Linked DNA regions of Mus musculus: region 2 is linked to region 1. Evidence: chromatin contacts called from public promoter capture Hi-C data. All regions are on one chromosome and are shown on one strand. Each heading gives the region's core, a stretch centred on a gene start, on an enhancer-like site or on the middle of the called end of the contact. The rest is flanking DNA. Distances are from core to core; before and after follow the strand shown. Region 1 holds the start of Fbxw2 (F-box and WD-40 domain protein 2). Region 2 overlaps Cntrl (centriolin).

Evidence for each region. Promoter capture Hi-C pulls out the DNA fragments that hold promoters and counts their contacts.
Region 2: a contact with region 1 is called in a promoter capture Hi-C map of the HPC-7 cell line, with 4 times the contacts expected there. The contact joins the enhancer-like site here to the promoter of Fbxw2 in region 1. A contact is called at or near these places in 14 of 39 promoter capture datasets (the C10 cell line, the HPC-7 cell line, cranial neural crest and 8 more), 5 of 484 Hi-C or Micro-C datasets (B cells, Th2 cells, bone marrow-derived macrophages and 2 more), 14 of 115 datasets of contacts at active chromatin or transcription factors (the 230-238 cell line, the SCID.adh cell line, bone marrow-derived macrophages and 9 more) and 4 of 9 other capture datasets (adipose tissue, embryonic stem cells, liver and 1 more).

What each region holds. Positions count from the first base shown.
Region 1 is chr2:34,823,858-34,830,409 of GRCm38.p6, forward strand. It overlaps Fbxw2 (F-box and WD-40 domain protein 2), which reads right to left and starts at 2,378. Exons shown (of 8, transcript NM_013890.4): 1 at 2,315-2,378; 2 at 2,105-2,213. It also overlaps a transcript of Gm34653 not described here.
Region 2 is chr2:35,134,957-35,141,508 of GRCm38.p6, forward strand. It overlaps Cntrl (centriolin), which reads left to right. Exons shown (of 44, transcript NM_001379274.1): 13 at 512-732; 14 at 2,676-2,852; 15 at 5,531-5,665. Among named protein-coding and RNA genes, the nearest start is that of Cntrl, 29 kb to the left of the region's middle. Within about 2 kb of position 3,830, at least 1 of the 459 cell types and tissues checked has an H3K27ac peak or open chromatin away from gene starts, as enhancers often do. A contact at or near this core is called in the HPC-7 cell line, where this site is marked.

The DNA.
Region 1 (6,552 bases), core at 1,128-3,627:
ACTGTCTGTTAGAACATGGATTGCTAAAGGCTACAGTTTGCTTTTATAAGCCTCACATAAGCTAGTGACAGCTCTTAACTGTGTTCCCTACAGAGCCATGAGGGTCCTTGTAGCCTGTAAGATAAAGCAAATTAACAATCTCCATGATGCTGGCACAGTGAAACATACAATCTTAGCTTCTTAGAGGCTGCCCTTACAAGATAACTAAGTTAGAGATCAACCTGGGAAATATGTGATCATGGAATGCTCAACTAAAGTCTAAGCTTCCATTTGTAAAACAGAAGCTATTCTAACTTAGCAGTGTGCGAATCAGAAAAGCTGCAGTGATACGGCACATCTAAGCCGCTAACTGCTTCCTTAGCTCTTTTCTTTCTGCACACCCCCCTTGCTATCTTGTGCCTCTCACCCTTCTCAATGTAAACACTTAACTTGTTCTGCAGTCCTCAACAGAAACAATCACAAAGCTCTGAGGAAATGTGTAGTATGATAAACATTCCTAAATTGGGAGATGAGAGCATGAATTTGGTTTCTGCTTCTAAGCAATTATATTTATGTTGGTCCTAATAACTGAAGCAGCGCCTAAAAATATCACGCTTGATTCTAACATGGTTCATAGAAGAAGTCAATACTACTGCCCTTACCAACAAAGAGGCTAGGGCCCAAGAGGCAGGGTGGCTCAACCAGAGTTACACAGGAGCAGCAGCTCAGTAGTACCCAATCTCCACCTGCATCTTCTACAGGCAAGGCATTATGGGTGTAAACTCAATGTTTTCCCTCCTTCTAGTCTGCATAACCTATGCAGGTAAGGAATCAAGGCTTCAGGCCTGTGAGATGAAGTGCTTACTGAAAAGCCTGATGACCTGGGTTGGATACCCAAAACCCACGTAAATTTGGGGGGAGAAAACTGACTCCATAAAGCTGTATGCAAAACCACGCACGCACACACTGGCATATACATGCTCCCTCCAACATCCTACATAGACACAGACATATAGACACACTAAAAATCATTTTTTTAAAGAACAAAAAATAAATACTCATTGTTGTTGGGAAGGTTGTCTCCTTGCCTCCCCTTTCACAACCAGTTAAAAGGTAGGCCAGGCGTGGTGATACATGCCTTTAATCCCAGCCCTCGGAGGCAGAAGCAGGCTCTGTGAGTTTGAGGCCAGTCTGGTCTACACAGAGGATTATGTGTACAGAAAAGTATTCTGTGAATATTGAGGAAGCTGATTAAATATTGCTTCAAGAGAGAACTGGAAAGAAAAGGGATGAAGTCCCTTTTAACAAAACATCTTTTTGTATTTAAAACCATGTGACTACACTATTGTAAAGATCTTTTCCTCCTTTTGCTTGTGATATTTAGAAAATTGTTTTTACTGTTCCTTTTTGTTTTGCTTTTTGTTTTATTTTGTTTTTTGAGACAGGCTTTTGCAGTGAAGCCCAGACTGGTCTCACAATTCACAAGACTGGAGTGCTGGGACTGCTGGAGTCCACAACCACCCTTGGCCTAAAAGCCATTAATTTAGAGACTAATCTTTTAAACCTTTGAAAGAATACAAATAATGTTTATAAAACACGGGCTCTGAAATTTCACTTGTTGGGTAACCATGGGCAAATCATTTCTTGTGTTTCAAGCCAAATTTCCTCACTTGTAAACTGTCGCCTGGTACTGTTTTACCTACAAGATTGTTAGGGTTAAACAGCGTTCTGTACAGTATCTGGCACACTATAAGCCTACAATAAATGCCAGTTACTGTTATAATGTAGTACTAATACTGTCATTTCTCCCCTTTTAAAAAGAAGCATCATCTCAAATACACACCTGTTTTCAAGGCATACACACAAGCATGGTGCCTTCCTACACATACTACTACGTTCTGCATTTTATAAACCACCTGTCCACATTTCATCATCTTTAATTAATTAAAGTGCTAGCCTTGGGGCATCAATGTTAACTCGTTTCGCGGCTAGGAAAAACCGAAGCACCAGAAGGCAGGAACTCTTAGCTCTAATTTTCCTGTCTAAAATTAACTCCGAGTCTCTCAGCCCGTTCGTGACTCCCTTGGTCCCCTGCTCCTGGAGCCGTGTTCCGCGCGGCACTGACCTGAGCGAGCGCCCCGGGGCCCGGGACCTCGCGCCGGGCTCACACCGACTAGGCGCGCTCGGGCCGCCAGAGCGTCGCAGCGGCCGGGTCCGCTCCACAGCCATGGCGCCTGCGGGGAAAGGGAGAAAACAGGCCGGGGCGGCGGGTCAGTAACGCCGCGGGCGCTGGGGATTCCTGTCCAGCCCGGCCCGGCCAATCGCAAATACAGACCTGGACCTACGGCCGCTGCTCTGGGTCCGCAGCCTCACAGGGGAGCGGCTTCCGGTGCTGCTGCGTCATCTCCGCGCGCCATTCCGGCGCCCAGCGTCGGGCGGAAGCGGCTCTACTTCCGTCTCTGCCCTCCAAGTACCTGGGAAAGAATGGCCCCGACTGTGGAAAAGGGCCGAACATGTGCTGTACCACCGTCTGCGCTTACACCTTATGATCCTGAGCAAGGTGGACCTCTAGATTTGCACAATGTTTATTTTCCTCATCTACTTTTTTTTTTTAACCAAGTTAGGGTAATATTTCACAGGAGAGAAAGGGCTAAGGCTCCAAATCCACATGTGACGATATTCAAACAGCCCATTGACACCTGGCACCTCCCAAACACGATTCTGACACAGCTGAACAAATCCCTAACTGCGCGAGGTCTATGTCTAGTCGTAGGAGGAAGACAGGACAAATAACAAAGTATACTGCAGGAAGCAAGGACAAAACATGGTAAGGGAGTTGGGTAGGGGCTGGGTTAAGCTCGAATCCCAGGACATACATGCACGCTGTCCAAACGTGGCCACTTAGCCACGGAGACAGCTGTTCTCCGAAGCGCTTGTTACATATCAGCTAACTAGCGTGAAGCCTTTAGTCCCCCCAGATAGAAGTGGTAAGCAAGAAGCTCTATAAATGCTGCTGTGTGAAAGCTTTGCCTGTCTGTTTGATGGGACAAGGTTTTTCTGTAACTCTGGCTGACCGGGACCTCGCTCTGTAGACCAAGCTGGTCTTGAACTCAAAGATCTGCCTGCCTCTCCCAATAGCTTGGGACTAATGAATGGTGTGCGCCATCATTGCCCAGTTTTTGGTTTGTTTGTTTTTGTTTTTCCTATTTAAAGCTTTTGTTTCCCTTGGGTTTTTTTTTTTTTTTTTTTTTTTTTTTTGGGTTTTCGAGACAGGGTTTCTCTGTGTAGCCCTGGCTGTCCTGGAGCTCACTTTGTAGACCAGGTTGGCCTCGAACTCAGAAATCCCCCTGCCTCTGCCTCCCGAGTGCTGGGATTAAAGGCGTGCGCCACCACGCCCGGCTAGGGTTTTTTTTAAGAGTTATTTATTTTATGCGTATGAGTACGCTGTAGTTGTGAGCCTTCATGTGGATGATGGGAATTGAATTTAGGACCTCTGCTCACTCCGGTCAACCCCGCTCCCTATGTGAGACCGGCGCTCGCTCAGTCCCAAAGATTTGTTATTATAAATAAGTACACTGTAGCTGTCTTCAGACGCACCAGAAGAGGGCGTCAGGTCTCATTACAGGCGGTTGTGAGCTACCGTGTGGTTGCTGGGATTTGAACTCAAGACCTTCAGAAGAGCAGTCAGTGCTCTCACCCACTGAGCCATCTCACCTGCCCTGTTTTCCCTTGTTTTACAGCAGCCGCCAGAGCAACAAGGCGAGAAGGGCAAATGCTAGGAGGAAAGGGAGAAGGAGTTAACAGTTCTTATACAAGCCTTGGGTGTCTGGTCTCTTAGATCTAATTAGATCTCTTAGATCTGTAGATCTAATTCCTTAGCCCTTAACGCCTGCTAGTGTTGCAACTCTTGGCCCACAATCCCTGAGAATCTTGGCTTTAAAGACTTGACAACCAAGCTAGAGATAGTGGCCCGGGTGCATACTCCCAGCACTTTAGAGGCAGAGGTAGCATAATCAAGAGCTCAAGGTCTCCTTTCCGGGTTGGGGAGGTGAGCAGGACCCACAGTCTCCCTTCTCAGTTGTTACAAACTTTTCTTCTTCAGCCCTCTCTTGCTTTCTATTTCTTCTGTCCTTCCTCCATTCCTGACCACTCTGAAGCCTCTCTGCTGCTGCTCCAGCTGTCACTTTCTAAGTTTTCCATGCTGACTGATTCTCTTGCTGCCACCATGAGTTTCCCATCTGCCATCAGTAAGCCTTTCTCTGCTGTCTGTGTAACCAGTTCACGGTACTGAGAGTTGGTGGGATCACTGGTGAGACAGGCTTTTTACTAGGCTTAATGTTGCAACAGGAGGGGGAGAGGTGTAGGACACTGTCTCCCAGCCAATCCCAGTCATCTGAGTGACTTGATTGCAACACTCTTGATTACACAGCCAGAGAAGGGACTGAATCAGTCACAATTATGAAAGTTTATGTTTGGGCCAATCTCAGCCTTTCTCCTTTGAACCAGTCATAGCAGTCAGAGAAGCTTTGAGGCTCAAGAAGTGCCCCACCTGTCATCTAATTTCACTAATAGTTTCAAGGTCATCTAATTTCAAGGTCATCTAATTTCACTAATGCTTGGGATAGCCAGGAATCTGGTACAAGCTGTGTCTTAGAACCCTGATGGGTTGTACCTTCTGGATCTGGGGCAATCATCTGCAATTGTGCATTCTTTTCAAGGCATCCTCGGAGTGTTCAAGGCGCTGGCGTAAGGGTAGTATCGACTAGCTATTTGACTAATAGTTTCTTTGCTTAAGGCATTGAGGGTGCAAGGCAGAACCCAACAGTTGTTAATTAGGGAGTCAAAATTGTCACATTCCCCCAGCTTCTTATTCATATGAAGTGAATATTAGACAGGTAGCTTTCAGTAAGGATTTAAATAACTTATCATTAGCACTAATAATGATTTTTACTAGTCTGACAGTGCTTTTCTTTAAATTAAACTTTAAGGGCTAGAGAGAAAGCTCAGCAGTTAAGGGTACTGGATACTTTTTCAAAGGACCCAAGTTAAATTCCCAGCACCCACATGGTAGCTCACAGTGTCTGTAACTCCAGTCCCAGGGGATCTGACACCCTTTTCTGGTCTGGGTACCAGGAATGCAAGTAATACATAGATATGCATGCAAGAAAAAAACACCTAGACACATAATAAAAAGTGTGTGTTTGTGTGTACATACCATGATGCATGTGTGGAGGTCAGAGGACAATTTACAAGAGTTAGTTCTTCCCCTTTTACCTCCTGAACCATCTCAGTGCTTTAAGGATGCTCAACACCTGCTCAGTGACCCAGGGAGACTGTGCCCTCCTCCTCTGTCCCAATCACACTCTCATCATACTGTCTTCAGGATTGGACACAAAGCAGCAGGACTTTCAGTATTAAGAACCAGATCTGAGAGGCACAACGGTTCACCCACCACAGGAGCCACTAAGAAGTACAAATATGTGCAGATTCCTGCCTGAGCTTACTTCCTTGTCACGTCCTAACGACGTCAGATTCCTGCCTGAAGCCCATTTCCTTGTCCTTGGTGAATGTCAGATTCCTGCTAAGCGGTCCCCCAAAGGTTTTCCACAGCTGAGAGGTTGGGTGAGATAACAGGGCCAGTACTGAAGAGCTCACTGTTATGATGTGAGTGCTAGAGAACAGACAGCTTCACCAACTCAGCTACCACCCAGGCCCAGAGCCAGGGTTGTCCCACCCCAGGATCTACCGCTTCTCTAAACTGCTGGAGTCCATGAAGCTGCAGGACCTCTTTGACATGGGATAGGGCTACAAAAGGAGTCTCAGTAAGGATCCGGTATTGATAGTGAGTAGCAGAAACCAGACCAATGACTCATTGCAATGAACATTTGCAAGTAAAGATGTGTGGACAGAAGGGTATACTTTGGGACACACTACAACTTCCATGACCAGATTTTTCATTTTGTTATTTTCTTTTGTGGGGGAGGGAGGTTGCAAGAGTACAGGGCAGATACAAAGGGATTGGAGATGAGTGGATGTTGTGCCCACCTCGTCCGGCAAGGAAAACACAAAACGGTCAGATTCTTCTCAACAGCTTTATTCCAGGAACGCCTCGATGCTACGGGAACCCAGGGAGGACTCCTTATATACACCCCAGCACAGGGAAAAGCTTTGTGTCCTCCTGGGATTGGTCAGTCTGCTGGCACCTTAATTTGCATGCACCCGTTCGGGAGGGGTTGGCGTCAGATTCGGGCTAGCGCCTGCGTAGTGCTGTTGTTTACGGTGATGGTGTACCAGAGACCGGTGTACCAGAGACCGGCGCCATCTTTTAGGCGCCAGCTGCCTACATCTCCCCCTTTTTTGTTTAATAATATGATGCTGGACTAGGTCTGGGCAAGTCTGTTCATCGGCCACGTCTCCTGTCTTAGGTCGATCCTTTCATGTCACGGCCTTACCCGTCCAAGGGTTACCCTATCGCCTCCAGGCCCCATGTCTTAGGTTGGTCTGTGCATAAGGAAAGTTGCCTGTCACTGGATACTGTGGATCTGTGTGACTACAACTGCCAGACGACCTAGG
Region 2 (6,552 bases), core at 2,580-5,079, 310 kb after region 1:
TAGTTTTATTATACTTTAATATTATTTCTTTCTTTCTTTCTTTCTTTCTTTCTTTCTTTCTTTCTTTCTCTCTGGGTTTTTTGTTTGTTTGTTTGTTTTGTTTTGTTTTGTTTTTTGACACAGATTCTCTATGTATCCTTGGCTGTCCTGGAACTTGCTCTGTAGCCCAGGCTGGCCTCAAACTCACAGAGATCCACTTTCCTCTGCCGCCTCCCACATGCTGGGATCAAAGGTGGGTAGTACTACCACCCAGCAATGCCTTTTTTCCTATTTTAGAAAAAATTAAATTTTACAGCATTATTCAGGCATTCTGTAAATATTTGTCATAAGTATGCTTGTCTTATTTATGCATACTTGTACAATATTCCTGTATTATAGGAAATATATTATCCTATTTTCAAAAATTAGATATATAAGAAACTTAGACTTTCACTGTGGGCTAATAACCAATCACTAAAGAGACAAAATACTTCTAAAATACATATTACCCCTCTGTTTTTATCATGCATAGGCCAGATAGCAGCAAACGAAGCTCTGAAGAAGGATTTAGAAGGTGTCATCAGTGGGTTGCAAGAGTACCTTGGAACCATCAAAGGCCAGGCAACTCAGGCCCAGAATGAGTGCAGGAAGCTACAGGATGAGAAAGAGACATTGCTGCAGAGACTGACAGAAGTCCAGCAGGAGAAGGAGGAACTTGAACTCATTGCCATGGATGCAGAAAATATGAGGAAGGTAAGACTTGCTTTTCTGCTTTTTGAGCTTCGGAAGTAAATGACGTATGTCAAATTCACTTAGAAACGGGTCATCAAATAACTGAAGAATATGAACGTGTGTCTACCCAAAATGCTGTATCAAATGTTTATGTTGGGTTCATGGAGCAAAATTATAGGAATACCATGGTTCATCTTACTGTTATTACTTGATAACTGACATTATTTACAGCTAATAGAACATGAGTTACGTTACACCTTTCATCTTCTGCTCATCCTCATTGCTTTGAGGATTTCCCTATGTTGTTTTAACGACCTGTTTTAGATAAAATCTTACTATGTAGCTCAGGCTGGCCTTGAACTGGTGACTCTCCTGCTTCTGCTGCCTGAGTTCACCACACCAGCAGGAAATGTTACAGTTTGTCAGATTTCATGTTTGTTAATCTGCTGAATTTTAAAAGGTGTCTTCTCTCCCAACTTTATATTATGAAAAACTCACATTTGCAGGAATATTGAAAGAGTGGCGAAGTTCCTCAGCCTCCTTAGATTAATAAATACTTTAGTCTGGCCCTTATAAACATATCCCTTTTGTTTGTGCTCAGAAAGTCTCAGACATCACCCTTCCATCCGTCTGCTCTTAGTTTCCAGTGTCACTGCAATGAATGCATTATTACACCTAGGAAAACTCAGGCTCCTTCCCAAGGCTCATCTAACCATTACAACACCTTCTGATTGTTTCTCTGTGCTGTTGTACTTTGTTTCTCCATGCTCCCTATAAAGCAGTATCTCTTTTAAACTTTATTTTCTCCAGACATTGGAGCGGTTCCACACCTTTCATTTGTTCTTTATGGTTCTGATTTCCTCAGCCTAGTGGATTCCTATTCATAGAATTCTTTGACCATTTTTTTTTTTTACTGGACCATCTTTCTTTTGTTAATGATTTGCAAGACCTTTATATTTTGGATGTTAATCTTTTATTGAATACATACAATACTTTATTTCATGAAGCAGTGCCAAGTGGTCCTTGAAAAACTAAATAGAAGTTACCCAGGATCTTTGTGTTTATCCAGAGTAGTTTGAGCTAATTCTTTCATACCTAAATAAATAGGTAGAAATTATATATGCACACCTGAAGGTTTGTCAGTATGAGAATTTAGCTATGAAAGTGTTTGTCTTTCTTAGTGCTAACTGGATAGTTGTAAGCCCTCAGTCCAGTGTGCTATTTTTTGTTTTTGTTTTTGTTTTTTTTGTTTTTTAGACAGGGTTTCTCTGTATAGCCCTGGCTGTCCTGGAACTCACTTTGTAGACCAGGCTGGCCTCCAACTCAGAAATCCACCTGCCTCTGCCTCCTGAGTGCTGGGATTAAAGGTGTGCGCCACCATGCCCTGCTCCAGTGTACCATCTTTAGAATGCCAGTGCTTTCATGTTCTTTTGTTAAGGGACACACTATGGTTTAATCAGAAAAATGTGGGCTTTGCAATCAGAGATCTGGGTCCATAACTCACCTCCTTTTTCTAGCCGCACAGTGCTGTGATCCCTGAGACACTTCTCCAGTTGCTTAGTATAAACTGTAATGTCCAGGGCTGTTATCCGATGAACCAGTGAATGTAAAAACACCAAGTCCAGGGAAGGACAGGCCTTACTTACACTTATTATTCTCCTTTTTTATAAATGTTTTCCCACTCCTGTCTTCCTCATATACTTTCAGACTAGAGTGTCACAGAGATAATTACTTTGGAAAGCAACCTGTTGGTAACTTGGTGAATTTTCGGGTGACATTTAGTAGAAGAGTTTGTATTTCAACTTGGATATGCCAGCATGACCCTGCGTCCTGTTGTTTATAAAGTCTGTCTGTGCTGGGCAGTAGCAGTTGGCCAGCATTTGGTGCTCAGGTTAGTTACAGTGGCTTGCAGATGCTTATGCAGCACTCAGGACGCTGCATTTAAACATGCTGAATCTTTGCAGGAGCTTGCAGAGCTAGAAAGTGCCCTCCAGGAACAGCATGAGGTGAATGCATCCCTACAGCAAGCCCAGGGAGATCTCAGCGCCTATGAAACTGAGCTAGAGACTCAGTTAAAACTAAAAGACGCTGAAACCAGCCAGCTCAAGCAAGAGTTGGAAAAACTCCTAAGGCGTACTCAGGTAAGTAGGAACATATGCCAAATACAAACCAAGCAGCCTGTGCTGTCTGTCCCTCTTTTGAGATAGCATCTCACTATATAATGTAGCCCAGGCTGGCCTAGAATTTATGGAAATCACCCTGCCTCAGCTTTGTAGTGCTGGGGTTATAAACATGGGCCACCACACCTGGCATTGTCTTAATACAGATATTTTTAATATAATGGCTATGGATTAATGGAACATATAAAGGAGCATATTTTGGGAGTCTGATGTTCTGAAATCAAACAATAGCCCTGTTAAAATGTGGCCAGATTGTTTCATGCCCCCCCCCCCAACCCCTGTTTTAGACAGCAGATGCTGGGGACGGTGGGCATGAATGCCTTGGTAAGTTAGGGTTTGATAGGCCTAGGGTTCCTTTCTCAGAATAGCTTTAAGAACTTCTATTTAAATTGACTTTAGATTTTAGTTTGCTGTTTCCTTTTATGATTGATTGAAAGATCACTCGTTTGTTATACTGGTAACCACCTTTAGAAAGGACGCCTCATTAGGGCATGGGGGTGAGTGGGAGTGAAAGGGATAGAAAGGGAAGGTGGGTGACCTTGACAAAGGGTTCGAGAGGGCAGTGTACTGCAAGATCTTCAGATGTCAGGGCAAAGAAAGTGCAGAAAGAAGATAAAAGTTAAGTAGCAGGGTGAAAGTGGGCACCGTAGCCTGTCCTTCATCAGAGTGAGATGGTCAGCAGTTAGGAGCACCTGACCTCTCTCCTAAGGCCCCAGGCTGGATCCCAGCACCCACATAGTGGCTCACAACCATCAAAACCCCAGTTCCAGAGAATTCCATGTCCTCTTCTGGCCTCTGCAGACACAGACATCCTTGCCAGCAAACACAGACACACAAAGTACAAAGTGATAAATGTAAAGGCACATGCTCTAGAGTGTGTGTGTGACTAGAAGAGGAAGCAAGAGTAGGCCTGTGCTGTAGTGATTAATGTTCTGTTCTTGTCTTACCAGAGATCGGTGTCTTGCCAAGTGTCAGTATTGTGTTTTCCAAGAGCACTACAGTTTATAAAACCCTTGGCAGGATCAGAGTAGCAAAAAGCAGCTGGTTAGGGGAAAGAAATTATTATTATTTTTTAATAGCAGCAAATAAAATTTCTAAATGCCATCTCTTTAGAATGAACTCCTTTTTGTTTTTGGTTTGCCCAAGCTACTTTGAATGATGGTCTTTTGTACTTGGTGACAGGCTTTTTCTCTCCCCCAGTGATGCAGATATAGGTCAGATTAGACCTTACTAAAAGTAGATAAAGGCAGGTTTATTAGAGGCAGCTCTCGGGTGGGCTCTCTGATCTCACAGGTAGAGGTCAGTGAAGTCATTCATCCAGGTTAAAGCAAGAGGGTTTTATAGAACCAGCTAGGAGCTGGATTGTGTCCATACGTGGTCAAACACTGAGTCCCTGGGCAGGCACTCTTGAGTGGGTTGCCAGAAACAGAGAAGACAAGAAGTAATATGGCATGTTAGTTATTAGCCCGGAGCTTTCTCTGTGTGGGTGGGGTTAGGGAAGGAAGGGCAGATGGTATTTCCCAGCTTGTGCAAGGAGGGTGGTGAACAGGGGTTCCAGCCTAACACTTGAATTTTAGGTAAGTCTTGGCAAAAATATTTTAAGAACCTTGATGTTTAGTTATTGAAAGCCGTACTCTAACCCTTAACTACCAGAACTGGGCTTCAAACCACATAGAAAGTATAGAGTATAAAGAATCTAAGTTTCTTGGATTGTTACACTTTAGTTATATGAAACCCTTTGCAAAGCTTGTTGGATGCAGATTCCATAGATATTCTGACCTGTCAGATCTGAGACAGAAACTGGTCATCTGCTGTTGTGCTTTATTTTGTTGTTTTTTTTCCTTCTCCCCTCTCCTGCTTTCCTTCTTCCTTTTCCTCTTTTTCCTTCCTTCCTTCCTTCCTTCCTTCCTTCCTTCCTTCCTCCCTCCCTCCCTCCCTCCCTCCCTCCCTCCCTCCCTCCCTCCCTCCCTCCCTTCCTCTATATCTTTCACGTTCTTCCTCTCTGAGATCAGGTCTCATTTTTGTAGCCCAGGCCAACCTCTCCCTCCTCCTGCCTCAGCCTCCCAAGAGCTGGGAATACAGAAATGTACCACTGTGCCAAGCTTCATCTGCATGTTCCAAAAATATGTGTATGAGTGTTGCCTGTAGGTATGTCTGTGTACCACACGCATATTTTTTTGTAACCTGCAGAGGCCAGCAGGTGTCTAATCCCTTGGACCTGGGGTTATAGATTGTTGTGAGCTACTATGTGGGTTCTAGAAATTGAACCCAGGACCTCTGGAAGAGCAACTAGTGTTCTTCACCTCTGAGCCATCTCTCTAGACCCCTCATTTTTAATAGATATGTGAAATTATTTTGATACAGGTATTTGAGGACCACAGTTACTGTTAAAGGTGGGTGCTGGGGACTACGCTAAAGACTCTGATGGGGTATCCAGGCTGAGCAAATTCTGATATGCATTCATTATTAAGTATTAATAGTCAGAAGGGCATGTAGAAAATGATCTTGTGTGTGTACGTTTCAGTGTATAAATTTAGAACTATAGCAATGCATGATGCATGTATAAATGTATATTTGCTGTTTTGGAATGTGAACTTTGACTGTTTTGCACTTTGATACTTTGCTTCCTCTGATGATAGTTAGAGCAATCGGTGCTTCAAACAGAACTGGAGAAGGAGAGAGAATCCCTCAGGGATGCCCTGGGCAAAGCCCAGTCCTCAGAAGAGAAACAACAGGAGAACAACGAGCTCCGTACACAGCTGAAGCAGCTGCAGGTAAAGATCTGTGCTCGTGGGACACCCAAAGATGGTGATGGCTTTACTCTGGCACTTAGCAGCTTGGGTTACTAGGTGAAAATCAACTCTGGGTGCAATTTCTTTGGAACATTTGCTCCTGAGTACTGGGATTTAGGGCGTATACCTCCATACCTGACCTTTTCTTTTTCTTTCTTTTTAAAAAGATTTCTTAATTATAGTCAGTTCTCACAGTCTTCTCAGTAAAGATGCTATTAAAACTGTAATCAGTTTTTCATCTTTGTGTGGGATTATATAGATCCCTATGTGTCTTAGTGGATTATTAATTTTTATTTTTACTATGAAAATTTAAAATGACCATAAAACCGGAATAATCCCTTTGGTCCATTTCCTGATTTATTCAGTTGTTAACATTGTCTCATTTTAGTTTACCTTTTTCTTTGAAATATTTTAAAGAAAAATTCAAATTGGGAGTAGTGGCTCCTGCCTTTAATCCAGAATTCTCTAGGCAGAGGCAGGTGGATTTCTGTGAGTTCAAGGCTAGCCTGGTCTACATAGTGAGTTCCAGGACAGTAGAGCTACATAGTGAGATCTTGTCTCAAAAAAAAGTCCAATATATTTTCACCTAAAAATACTTACTGTGCAACTTTTACTGAAAAGAACTAAAATCAAGTCTTCAGGGGTGCCTTCATCTAAGGTATAAGCTGAAGTTAACTTTCCAAACCTGGTCCTTTCCATGGTCTGCCTTAGTTAGAACTAGATCCTACTTGGCCTTCTGGCCTCCTGATGTAGAGTATAACTTATTTGCACTCTTATCTTTCTTAAAAGTCAGTTTGTTAAAGTGAACTCATGATAACATAAGAAAGAGATAGTTCCTATTGTGTGACAAACTTATCCTGGGAAGACAC